Linked DNA regions of Macaca mulatta: regions 1 and 2 are each linked to region 3. Evidence: chromatin contacts called from public Hi-C data. All regions are on one chromosome and are shown on one strand. Each heading gives the region's core, a stretch centred on a gene start, on an enhancer-like site or on the middle of the called end of the contact. The rest is flanking DNA. Distances are from core to core; before and after follow the strand shown.

Region 1 (3,892 bases), core at 939-3,438, 130 kb before region 3:
GACAACTTTACTGCGGCCGCCATCATGCAGAGTTGCTGCGCCCGCGCTGCCCGGCTTGTGACCAGGTACAGCCTTGAGGGGAGGAACTGGGGGTCTGCCCAGGGTCCAGAGTGGCAGGATACAAAGGAACACTCTCCTGGGCCACAGTTTCTCACAGTATCAGGGAGTGGGGAGAAGTAGGAACCAGCCTGGGCAAGTTCACTGTGTTCTGACTTGAGCTCTGGGCATGTGGGACCCGGTGCCCTTCTGCCTGTGGCCTCCCCCACTGCAGAGGTCCTCAGATGTTCTTGGAATGACAGAATTTCTCTAGAGCAGGGACTCTTGGACACATGCTCATCTTAGTAGATGCCAAGTGCCCAGTGCTGTGCCTCATCATGCTAGAAATTCCCTTGATGTCAGCATAAAAGGAAGCCTGGAGCCCTGGGTTGGGAGTCCAGACCCCCAGGTCGCACTTCGGATTGTGCCACTTGCTAGCTGATGTCCTGGCTAAGCCAATCAGTCCTCCCTGTGTCCATGAGTGGCTGAGTGAATCAAATGGGAATGTATGCAGATGTGCTTTAGCGTTAACTGGGTAAAAGGCGTGGTTACTGGATGAATGAATGAGTGAATGAATGAATGAAACGTTCCCCTCTCCCTCTCCCAGCTGATCTTCTCCCAGCGCTGCACCGAGGCAGAGGGACATCACTGGCATGAGAACCACTTCTGTTGCCAGGACTGCGCCGGGCCTCTGGGCGGGGGACGTTATGCCCTGCCTGGGGGAAGCCCCTGCTGCCCCAGCTGCTTCGAGAACCGCTACTCGGATGCAGGCTCGAGCTGGGCCGGGGCACTGGAAGGGCAGACATTCCTTGGTAAGGGAGAGGATGCAGAGCAAAGCGGGAGGGAGCTTGGGCTGGGCTGTGGGGGTTCTCCCGGGCTGGGACCCTCGCCCCGGTCCCACGCCGTCCCGCCCCTCCAGGAGCACCCCCACCGCACCCCCCAGATCCGAGCCTCGGGGCCCGCAGCTCTCACCGCGCGTCCCTGGCCGGAGCGTTCCGAGGGCCTCCCGAACCCACCCCGCGCCGCGGTCGGGGTTGCGGCGCCGGACTCCCTCCCAGGCGCGGGACGCGGCCGCCCTCTGGTGGAGGCGGGGGACCCTGGCGAGGACTCGCGGCGGCGGCGGTGGCGGCGGCGCGCACGGCCCAGGGGCTGGGCTGGGCGGGGCGAGAGGCTGGGCTTCACCCCCGCTAGCTGCGGTGGAGGTCCAGCTCCGCATCTCTGAGACCAGCGTTTCCGACCCGGCCCGGAACAGGGGAGACTGGACCAGACCGAACTGGAGGAAGGGACCAAACCTCGGTGAACTCTGCGACCCTCTCCCGAACACTCCTTCTCGCTGCCGCCGGCGGTTCCTGCCTGCAAACTCAGACGGGGCTGCCTGGATCCAGTCCCCAGCAGGAGAACCGACCTGGGGAAAAAGCGGAGGCACCCAAAGGGCAGGAGCAGTGCCGCTTGGAGACTCTTTGTGATTCCAAGGACACCCCTTTCTCCACCTGCTCCTCCTCCTCTGACTCGGAACCTGAAGGCTTTTTCTTAGGCGAGCGCCTTCCCCTGTCCTGGAAAATCCTCGGAAGCCTCCAAGCAGAGGACAGCAACGCCTCTAAGAAGCACTGCACCATGTGCTAGTGGCGCAGCTCAGAGAGGGGGTGTGAGTGGGAGGAAAGGGGTCTGTAAAGCGGGAGAACAAGGCTAGCCTCCCCTAACAATCCTAGACTGAGACGCAGTCAGGCGCACGCCTGCGAGAGGCGGCGAGGTGACAAGTTTGGAGTGCGCCCCCTTCAGCACAGCGCGTTAGGACTTTTGGTGGAGACTTTCTTGGCAAAACCCATTCCCCAAAGTTACGCTTCCCCTGCTGAGATAGCCCCTACCCCCACCTCCACAGGCTGGGACAGCCCCGTCCCCACCATCCTCCTCCCGAGCCAATTAAATGATCATAGCACGCGTGACGGTTACCGGCTGGAGAGCCGGAGGTGGGACCGGGAGCAGGGGACCGTAGAGCCGGGCCGCGCTCCTCCCCTCCTAGAGTTCGTGGACGCGCAGCAGGGTGCCGTCCCTCTTCCGGATGTCGGACTAAGCGAACAGCGCTCCCCTGCCGGTTGGTAGCAGCCGGAAGTGCCAAACCGGAGGTGCGTCATTCACCCGCGACGCTGATACGGTTCCTCCACCGCGGCCCATGCGAAGGTTCCTACTATGGCTTCCAGCGGGGTCCCGGTGAGCGCTGCTGGCTCGGCTAATGAAACTCCCGAAATACCGGACAACGTGGGAGATTGGCTTCGGGGCGTCTACCGCTTTGCCACAGATAGGAATGACTTCCGGAGGTAACCGAGCCCAAGAACTTGGTCCTTCTCTGGCCCTTACGTCGGTATTCCCCTTTCTCGCGAGGCTGGCGCCTCAGGGTTTTTTGTTTTTGTTTTTTTGGTTTTTTGTTTTTGTTTTTTTTGAGACGGAGTCTCGCTCTGTCGCCCAGGCTGGAGTGCAGTGGCGCGATGTCCGCTCACTGCAAGTTCCGCCGCCTCCTAGGTTAACGCCATTCTCCTACCTCAGCCTTCCTAGAAAATGGGACTACAGGCGCCCGCCACGACGCCCGGCTAATTTTTTTGTATTTTTAGTAGAGACGGGGTTTCACCATGTTCGCCAGGATGGTCTCGATATCCTGACCTCGTGATCCGCCCGCCTCGGCCTCCCAAAGTGCTGGGATTACAGGCGTGAGCCACCGCGCCCGGCCTTGTTTTTGTTTTTTAACATTGCCAGCATTGTGGCGTCCTCGTAGCTCTGCCTGTGCGTCACTGAGGTCCTTGGCCAGGAGGGAGAGTTCCCGTGTGGCAAAAGCGATCTTTCGTTCGTGTGGCTGTATCTGTATGTCACCCTGATCAAGGGAAGAGGTGCCAGCACGTAAACAGGCTTTTTTGGCGCTGGACTAGTGCTGTCGCTGGGCTTTGCGGATCTTACTTTTCTTTTTTTTTTTTTGAGACGGAGTCTCGCTCTGGCACCCAGGCTGGAGTGCAGAGGCGCGATCTCGGCTCACTGTCCCTTCCGCCTCCCGGGTTCAAGTGATTCTCCTGCCTCAGCCTCCCCAGTAGCTGGAATTACAGGCACGCGCCACCACACCCAGCTAATTTTTGTGTTTTTAGTAGAGACGGGGTTTCACCATCTTGGGCAGGCTGGTCTCAAACTCCTGACTTCTTGATCCACCCGCCTCGGCCTCCCAAAGTGCTAGGATTACAGGCGTGAGCTACCCCGTCTGGCCACATTTATTTCTTTTTGAGACAGTCTCGCTCTGTCACCCAGGCTGTAGTGGCACGACCTCAGCTCACTGCAATCTCGGCTCCCGGATTCCAGTGATTCTCCTGCCTCAGCTTCCCCAGTAGCTGGGATTACAGGCGCGCACCACCACACCCAGCTAATTTTTGTATTTTTAGTAGAGACGGGGTTTCACCATGTTGGCCAGGCTGGTCTTGAACTCCTGACCTCGGGATCCGCCTGCCTCGGGCTCCCAAAGTGCTGGGATTACAGGTGTGAGCCACCTCACCCAGACTTATCTTACATTTATTAGGCACAAAAATAAACTCCAAATTCCCACGTGGGTCTTGAGCAACCTGCCATGTCACAACCATGTATTAACACCTCGGGAAGGTGGTGGTGATGGAAGCTTTTTCCCCCAGTACATTTCGTTAACTGTACAACAGATTCAGTGACCACAGGGTTAGTAAAACACATTTTTTTCCAGGAACTTGATACTAAATTTGGGACTCTTTGCTGCGGGAGTTTGGCTGGCCAGGAACTTGAGTGACATTGACCTCATGGCACCTCAGCCAGGGGTGTAGCCAAGTAGGTAAGCACTGAACCACACCCCTGCGTG
Region 2 (3,522 bases), core at 705-3,204, 140 kb after region 3:
CCTTTGGGGAGTTGGGGTGGTCGCAACCACCAGCCACGAGGAGGGGATTGCACCTCTCTCCCCGGCGTCCGAACAGAGCCAGTCTCCACCCCTGCAGGGGCGAAGTGTTTACAAAGTCCGCGCCGCGCCGCCGATCCCGAGCTGGGCAGGAAGTGGGGAAGAGGGGGCGGAGGAGACAAAGGGGCTGGTGCTCTGCTCAGCCAAGTTTCAGTCCCCGGCCCGACCCCTCCACCCCCTGCACATCCTCGGCGAGACCAGGAGGCTCATCCGGCGCCGCAAACCCCCGCCCGCAGCCCCCGCCCCACACGGCATAGGTGAGGGGGCGGGGCGCCACAGAGGCTCAGTGTGGGCGACCGGCCGGGGCGGCACGGGTTCCCAGACCGCTGCCTCCTGGCGTTCGCAACTCCTCCACGTGCTATCCAGGAAGTAAACAAAATCATGAGGAGCGATTTCTTTTTCTTTTTCTTGAGACGGAGTCTCCCTCTGTCGCCCAAGCTGGAGTGCAGTGGCGCGATCTCGGCTCACTGCAGCCTCCGCCTCCCGGATTCAAGCGATTCTCCTGCCTCAGCCTCCGGAGTAGCTGGGACTACAGGCGCCTGCCAGCACGCCCGGCTAATTTTTTGTACTTTTAGTAGAGACAGGGTTTCACCATGTTGGTCAGGCTGGTCTCGAACTCCTGACCTCAGGTGATCCACCCGCCTCGGCTTCCCAAAGTGCTGGGATTACAAGCGTGAGCCACCGCGCCCGGCCAATTTCTTGACTCTTACTACACGTCAGGCACTATGACAGACCCTTTCTGTGTATCATCCCATCTTACCCCCAGTTTTACAGAAGAGGAAACTGAGACACACTGAGGATTAGGTCAAGTGCCCGAAGTACCACAGCTGGCTAGTGTTAGGATTCAAACCCAGAGTCTGCGTCCTGCCAGGCAACTGCAAATGGGGACGATTACGGTGCAGCCAGAGGGGCTGACAGGCCAGGTAGAAAACAACTGGCAGCCGCGGGCACCCCACGCCCTGGGAGTGAGGCGGCAAGGGACAAGTCTCCCGCCCCACCCAGACTTGCCTCGCAAATACTTGCGGGTTGAGGGCGCGAAGGCAGCAGGATGCAGCGACAGACTTGGAGTAGGTAGTCCAGGCTCTACTCCAAGTGGGCCATTGACAGGCTGGGCGGCCCTCAGCACAAAATCACGAAGCTGGATGCTCCAGTGTTTCCCAACATTACCTGCTCAGGAGAATCATCTGGGGAGCTCCTTAATGAGAAAGATTCCCAAGTCCCTCTTCCACAGAGTGAAGTCACTGGGATTGGGCTGGACCCAGCCAGGTGTTGCTAATAATCAGACAAGTTTGGAAAACCCTGCAAGTGTAGTTGACCTCCTGGGTCCTTCCAGGAGTGTGCTCTTTACAAGAACCGATTTTCATATTAAAATAGGTTTCTTTTAACTCAGTGAAACCCAGCGCGTTTTCCCGGTCCACAACCAAGCCACTGAAGGCCCCAGAACACTTCACTTTCAAAAGGTCACGTGAGGCGGGTGCGGTAGCTCAAGCCTGTAATCCCAGCACGTTGGGAGGCCGAGGCCGCGGATTGCTTGAGCCCAGGAGTTCGAGACCAGCCTGGCCAACATGGCGAAATTCGGTCTCTACTAAAAATACAAAAACTAGCGGGGCGTGGTGGTGCCCGCCTGTAATCCCAGCTACTCCGGAGGCTGAGGCGGCAGGATCGCTTGAGCCCGGGAGGTGGCGATCGCGCCATTGCACTCTAGCCTGGGAGACAGAGAAGACTCTGTTATCTTAAAAAAAAAAAAAAAAAAAAAAAAAAAAAAAAAAAAGTCACGTGAGCCGGGGTCACCGCAGGCGTCCCCCAACCGACTGGGCTTCGGAAAACCAAGGGGCGCACGCCGCCCCGCCCCGTCCCGCCCCGCGACTACAAGTCCCATCGCGCCCCGCGCTCGCGCACACTACGCCAGAGCAAGATGGCCGACGCGGCGGCCACAGCTGGGGCCGGCGGCTCTGGAACGGTAAGGGCAAGAAGCGCGGACCCGGAGCCGAGAGAGTTTGGGTATCCTGCAACATTCCCCTAGACTGAGCAACAAGCTAGGCCCCATAAATCCAGCCCCATCATGAGCTCCGACTGGCGGAGGGTCTTTTCAGGCCGTACGCGCCCCCTCCCTGGGACTTGGCTGCGGCCGCCGGAGTTGGCGGACCTGTGTCTTGATTGGCTCCTTTGCTGTTGGGGGTTGGGAACCCGGAACACCCCCTGATTGGTCCGAACATGCCATTTTCGCCTTCTTATTGGCCGGCCAAAGTTGAAAGGCATTCCCGTTTCAAAACATTTAGCTTTCTTACTTTTTCGTGCTGTTTTCTTTTGTCCTCCTCGCCGTCACCTCTTGTTACTGTTTTCATTTTCCCTTTCAATGAAATGGTGTGAAGATGGGGGGCACAAGAGAGGGATCCTATTTTTTCTGGGGGACAGGTCTTAATCCCATCATGCGTGTTTCTTCAGCTGTGTATTCTAATAATCTGCTAAAGTAGAAAGTAAAAGACCTGCTATTTTATCTCATTGGGACCGTACTTTTTAGGTGGGCGGAAAAGTAGTCTCTGTATTTAAAGCACCTTGGGTGCTCAATTTTTACTCAGTTGGCCAAGATCTGTAAATCTAAACATTAAGCACTGATTTTTAAAATAAAAGTAGTAAAAGAACTTTGTTTGCCATTGACCACGTATGAACTATGTGATTGCATCCTTCTCCTGTGGATGAAAATCTTTCTGGGCTGCTGCTTCACAGAGATCGGGAAGTAAACAGTCCACTAACCCTGCCGATAACTATCATCTGGCCCGGAGGAGAACCCTGCAGGTGGTTGTGAGCTCCTTGCTGACAGAGGCAGGGTTTGAGAGTGCTGAGAAAGCATCCGTGGAAACGCTGACAGAGATGCTGCAGAGCTGTGAGTACACAGAAACACTAGTCCTTGGAGTCAACCCCAACATCAGTTCAGTGCCCTGCTTTGTGATAGTGTTTGAGAGGATTTAAGAAAAAGATAAACTTTTTTCTTAAGAGGGGAGAAAAAAAATTTTTTTTAATGTAAAAAGTTGAGAAAAGAGCATAATGGGCTGAGCGCGGTGGCTCACGCCTGTAATCCCAGTACTTTGGGAGGCCAAGGTGGGTGAATCACCTGAAGTCAGGAGTTCAAGACGAAACCCCGTCTCTACTAAAAAATACAAAAAAAAATTAGCTGGGCGTGGTGGCTGGTGCCTGTAATCCCAGCTACTCGGGAGGCTGAGGCAGGAGAATTGCTTGAATCTGGGAGGCAGAGGTTACAGTAAACTGAGATCTTACCACTGCACTCCAGCCTGTGAGGCTCCGTCCCCAACAACAAAAACAGAAAAGAGCATAATGAAGTGACTTACGGGCTTTAGAATCAGATAGACTTGGGTGTACATCATCACTCTGTCACTTAATAGCTTGGGCAAGCCACTGAATCTCCTGAACCTCAATTTCCTCATTTGTGAAATGAGATAACAGTTT
Region 3 (4,004 bases), core at 1,118-3,617:
CAGGGTTCTACGCTGCATCCTTTCTATTTCCATCCCTCACATATCTTGCTTCCATTAAGGAACACAGGAGGATCATGATGTGAACTGTGGGAAACAAGAGTGCAATCACTGAGAAACCTGCAAGAACCTGGGCTACCAGGAGGAAAAGTATTTCCCCTACACATGCTTTTGTATGAGAAGCCTATAGCCACTGGCTTCAGATATCCTGGCCTCTGGGTTTCTCCCACGGGGAAAAATGCTCACATCTACTGAGATAAGAAAAAAATGTTCTGGGACCTGGCACCTTACAACTAACGCCTCCACAAGCACTGGACCCATACCTTTCCCTGCTACCTCATCTTCTTCCAACGGAGACTTAAAACCTATGAAAGATAAAAACTCCTCTGAAACTAGACTAACCATGGAATTAAACATAGTGGGAAACGGGTCCTAAAGAGATAAAGTGCCTGGAACCCTGATCTCCTTATTTTCAATAGCCTCTTTTTCCCTCTGGACCCAAGATCTTAAAATGGGCAAATTAGAAACAGACACAAGCTGGTCTAACTGCATTTGATGGCTGAGGGAAGGGTAGGCAAAAATCTTGGCCGGTCGCGGTGGCTCACGTCTGTAATCCCAGCACTTTGGGAGGCCGAGGCAGGCGGATCACCTGAGGTCTGGAGTTCGAGACCAGCCTGACCAACATGGAGAAACCCCGTCTCTACCAAAAATACAAAATTAGCCGGGCGTGGTGGCGCATGCCTGTAATCCCAGCTACTCCGGAGTCTGAGGAAGGAGAATGGCTTGAACCCGCGAGGCGGAGGTTGCTGTGAGCCGAGATCGCGCCATTGCACTCCAGTCTGGGCAACAAGAGCGAAACTCCGTCTCAAAAAAAAAAAAAGAAAGAAAAAGAAATAAAGAAAAATAAAGAAAATCTTTAAAAATACTGTTTCCTGATTGCTTATAACCCACTCCCTCTAACCCTGTCTGCAGGTGGGTCACAGTCCAAAGACCCTATTTCCAACCCTGACGTCCCATTGCGGGCAGTACTATGGCCTCACGGGAAGGAAAATGAATCTAGAAGGGAATGAGGTACACAACCATTGATAGGTTCCTGGGATAAAAACTTTGCTTTGTCGGCCGGGCGCGGTGGCTCAAGCCTGTAATCCCAGCACTTTGGGAGGCCGAGACGGGCGGATCACGAGGTCAGGAGATCGAGACCATCCTGGCTAACACAGTGAAACCCCGTCTCTACTAAAAATACAAAAAACTTACCCGGGCGAGGTGGCAGGCGCCTGTAGTCCCAGCTACTCGGGAGGCTGAGGCAAGAGAATGGCGTGAACCCGGGAGGCGGAGCTTGCAGTGAGCTGAGATCCGGCCACTGCACTCCAGCCTGGGTGACAGAGCGAGACTCCGTCTCAAAAACAAACAAACAAACAAAAAAAAAAACAAAAAAAAACTTTGCTTTGTCGACACCAGCCTGGCCAATATGGTGAAATCCCATTTCTACTAAAAATACAAAAAATAGCCGGGCGTGGTGGTGGGCGCCTGTAGTCCCAGCTACTCGGAAGGCTGAGGCAGGAGAATCGCTTGAACCCAAGAGGCGGAGGGTGCAGTGAGCCAAGATCGCACCACTGCACTCCAGCCTGGCGACAGAGCGAGACTCCGTCTTAAAGAAAAAAAAAAAAAAAAAAAAACTTCGCTTTGCTTTCCCGCCTTCCAAGAGGAAGGGGCGCATCTCCGAGGAAACAAGGCCGGGGAACCCGCGGCTCGCACGGCATCCTCTCATCCACACAACCCGAGGACAGCTCCCAGGGGACGGCGGACCACGGTCAAGGTCCTCTTTTCGGCCCTTCACAACTCCAAGCTCCGCCCCACAAAACCCCCTGCAGTCCTACCAAGTCACTCCCATGGCGTCGGGCCAGGAAGGCGGCCGGATCACACGGTAGAAACGCAGGGTTCCCTATCCGCCCACAGAAACTGCTTCAGTTCCCCAACACAACCTTCGGTCTCGGAAGAGACTCCGGAAATACGTAAAAACAGAGCGCCGGGTCCACGCCTTCCCCAAGGAGTGGGGCGGGTCTCAGGGCCACTCGGTGACACCTCCAGTGACATCATCTGCGGATTCCCGCCCACAGGTTTCTAAATCCAGACATTCTCGTTTGGCTGAGCACTCTAGGCCTAGACCCATGAAGCTAAGAGCGACACTCAAAGACTGCACTGTTGAGAGAAGCTAACGTTAAAGGCTGTGAATATATTGGGGAGTCCAGCTCCGGAACCCGGGAGCTCTTTTAGTGGGAGGGGCGGCGCTGATGGTGCTTCTGGCCTCCGAATGCTAGGGGGCGCTGTGATCGCCGCGTGGCCTCTTGAGAGCCGGGAGTCCACCGCGCAAGCGCAATCTGGCTTTTTCGCCGTCCCCACGTGCGAACCTCCGCGGCAACGTTTTCGAGAAAAATGCCCAAGTTGAAGGCGGCCCGTGGGGTCGGGGGTCAGGAAAAACATGCGCCCCTGGCCGATCAGATCCTGGCTGGGAATGCGGTGCGGGCAGGGGTCCGGGAGAAGCGGCGGGGTCGCAGGACCGGAGAAACGGAGGAAGAGTATGTGGGACCCCGGCTGAGCCGGCGGATTTTGCAGCAAGCACGGCAGCAACAGGAGGAGCTCGAGGCCGAGCATGGGACTGGGGACAAGCCCGCGGCGTCGCGGGAACGCACCACGCGGCTGGGTGAGTGTCTGGGATGAGATCCGAGGAAGACAGTGGCCAGTAGTGGGGCGGGGTGGACAGCTAAAAAGTGTCTGGCAGGGGAATTGCTTCGAGTCAACAAAGGGTCCGTATTACACTTGCAAAAGTAATGGAATGGGAAACTGAACCCTGTTCAGAGCCCTCCGCGTCCACTCCTAGTTTTAGGCACTCCCTTCTACACATCCCCTAAGTTAGGCCAACAGTAATCGCTCGCTCCACCCTAGCATTTATCCATTGGTTTTGTAAATATATATGGGATACCCACTACGAGCTTTGTACTATGCTCGGAGTTCTATCGAATGTTTGGGTACAGAAGTAAACAACATAGGCACGTCTGACTTAAGGACCTTACAGTCAAGCCCAGTAGAGAGTCAATTAAGTAGACTCTTAGAATAATATTTTTCTATGATAAAGTGTCGCTTCCCTGGTAACAATAGCATTGGTCTTGAGAAGCTTCTCCGATTGCAGCAGGACCTTTTAAGTTGAGAACTGAAAAACGAATGGGAAGTGTTATGAGCAGAAAACACATTGTTTAGCAGCCAAAGAGGGAGAGAGATGAAAGACGTTTGATATTTTCTCGCTAGGGAGGGAGTGTTGACCTCTGAGATGCTTCATCCGTTTTCCAGATCTCATCTAAAGCAATATTTGACGCAATTGAATAGTGGCCTCCTGGCCACAGTATCCTTACTTGGGTTTTAAGACATCAACACTCCTGTTTTACTGCCACCTCACTTCTCAGTATCCTTGACTGACTCCTATTGCAACCTCTTATCCTCAGTCCTCTGACCTCTTCAAATATTCTCTGGTGCTGGCAAGTTTCGTGGTTTAAATACCATCTCTTGGGTGACTACTCCTAACTTTATAGTCTAGCCCTGACCTCTTCCATGAAATCCATATTCTTATATTCAACTGCCTATTTGGCAACTCCAATTTAAAATCTGACAGCTCAAATTTAACATGTACAAAACAGAAATCTTGACCTCTCCAAACCTGCTTCTCTCACCATTGTCTTCCCCGTCAGTAGCGTATTCTTTCATTTGCTCAAGACAAACTTTAGACTCCTGTATTTCTCTCTCCCCGTCTCTCCCTCTCTCCCCCGCCCCATCTCCTCTCTCTGTCTCTCCCTCCCCACATCTGATCTGTAAGAAAATTCTGATGACTCTGCCTTCAAAGTATATTCAAAATCAGACCACTTTTCACCGCTTTGGAACACCATCCTGTTGAAGCCACCACAATCTCTCACCTGGATTATCACAGTAGCCTCCTCGTTAGTATCTCATATTCTCCT

Evidence for each region. Hi-C and Micro-C count contacts between places; a contact is called where the count stands out from the background.
Region 1: a contact with region 3 is called in a Hi-C map of fetal cortex germinal zone, with 4 times the contacts expected there. The contact joins the promoter of TOMM6 here to the promoter of BYSL in region 3. A contact is called at or near these places in 6 of 14 Hi-C or Micro-C datasets (CD4 T cells, blood, cortical neurons and 3 more).
Region 2: a Hi-C map of cortical neurons shows a contact between it and region 3, with 4 times the contacts expected there. The contact joins the promoter of TAF8 here to the promoter of BYSL in region 3. A contact is called at or near these places in 3 of 14 Hi-C or Micro-C datasets (CD4 T cells, cortical neurons and fibroblasts).

What each region holds. Positions count from the first base shown.
Region 1 is chr4:140,386,325-140,390,216 of T2T-MMU8v2.0, reverse strand. It overlaps TOMM6 (translocase of outer mitochondrial membrane 6), which reads left to right and starts at 2,188. Exons shown (of 3, transcript NM_001193443.1): 1 at 2,188-2,351; 2 at 3,761-3,865. The coding sequence starts at 2,224. The coding sequence ends at 3,857. It overlaps PRICKLE4 (prickle planar cell polarity protein 4), which reads left to right. Exons shown (of 7, transcript XM_077999984.1): 5 at 1-65; 6 at 644-848; 7 at 1,289-2,150. The coding sequence ends at 1,659.
Region 2 is chr4:140,109,934-140,113,455 of T2T-MMU8v2.0, reverse strand. It overlaps TAF8 (TATA-box binding protein associated factor 8), which reads left to right and starts at 1,954. Exons shown (of 9, transcript XM_015136339.3): 1 at 1,954-2,017; 2 at 2,785-2,941. The coding sequence starts at 1,973. It also overlaps a transcript of CCND3 not described here.
Region 3 is chr4:140,251,883-140,255,886 of T2T-MMU8v2.0, reverse strand. BYSL (bystin like) reads left to right here and starts at 2,367. Exons shown (of 7, transcript XM_001085599.5): 1 at 2,367-2,698. The coding sequence starts at 2,431. MED20 (mediator complex subunit 20) reads right to left here and starts at 2,009. Exons shown (of 3, transcript XM_015136338.3): 1 at 1,875-2,009.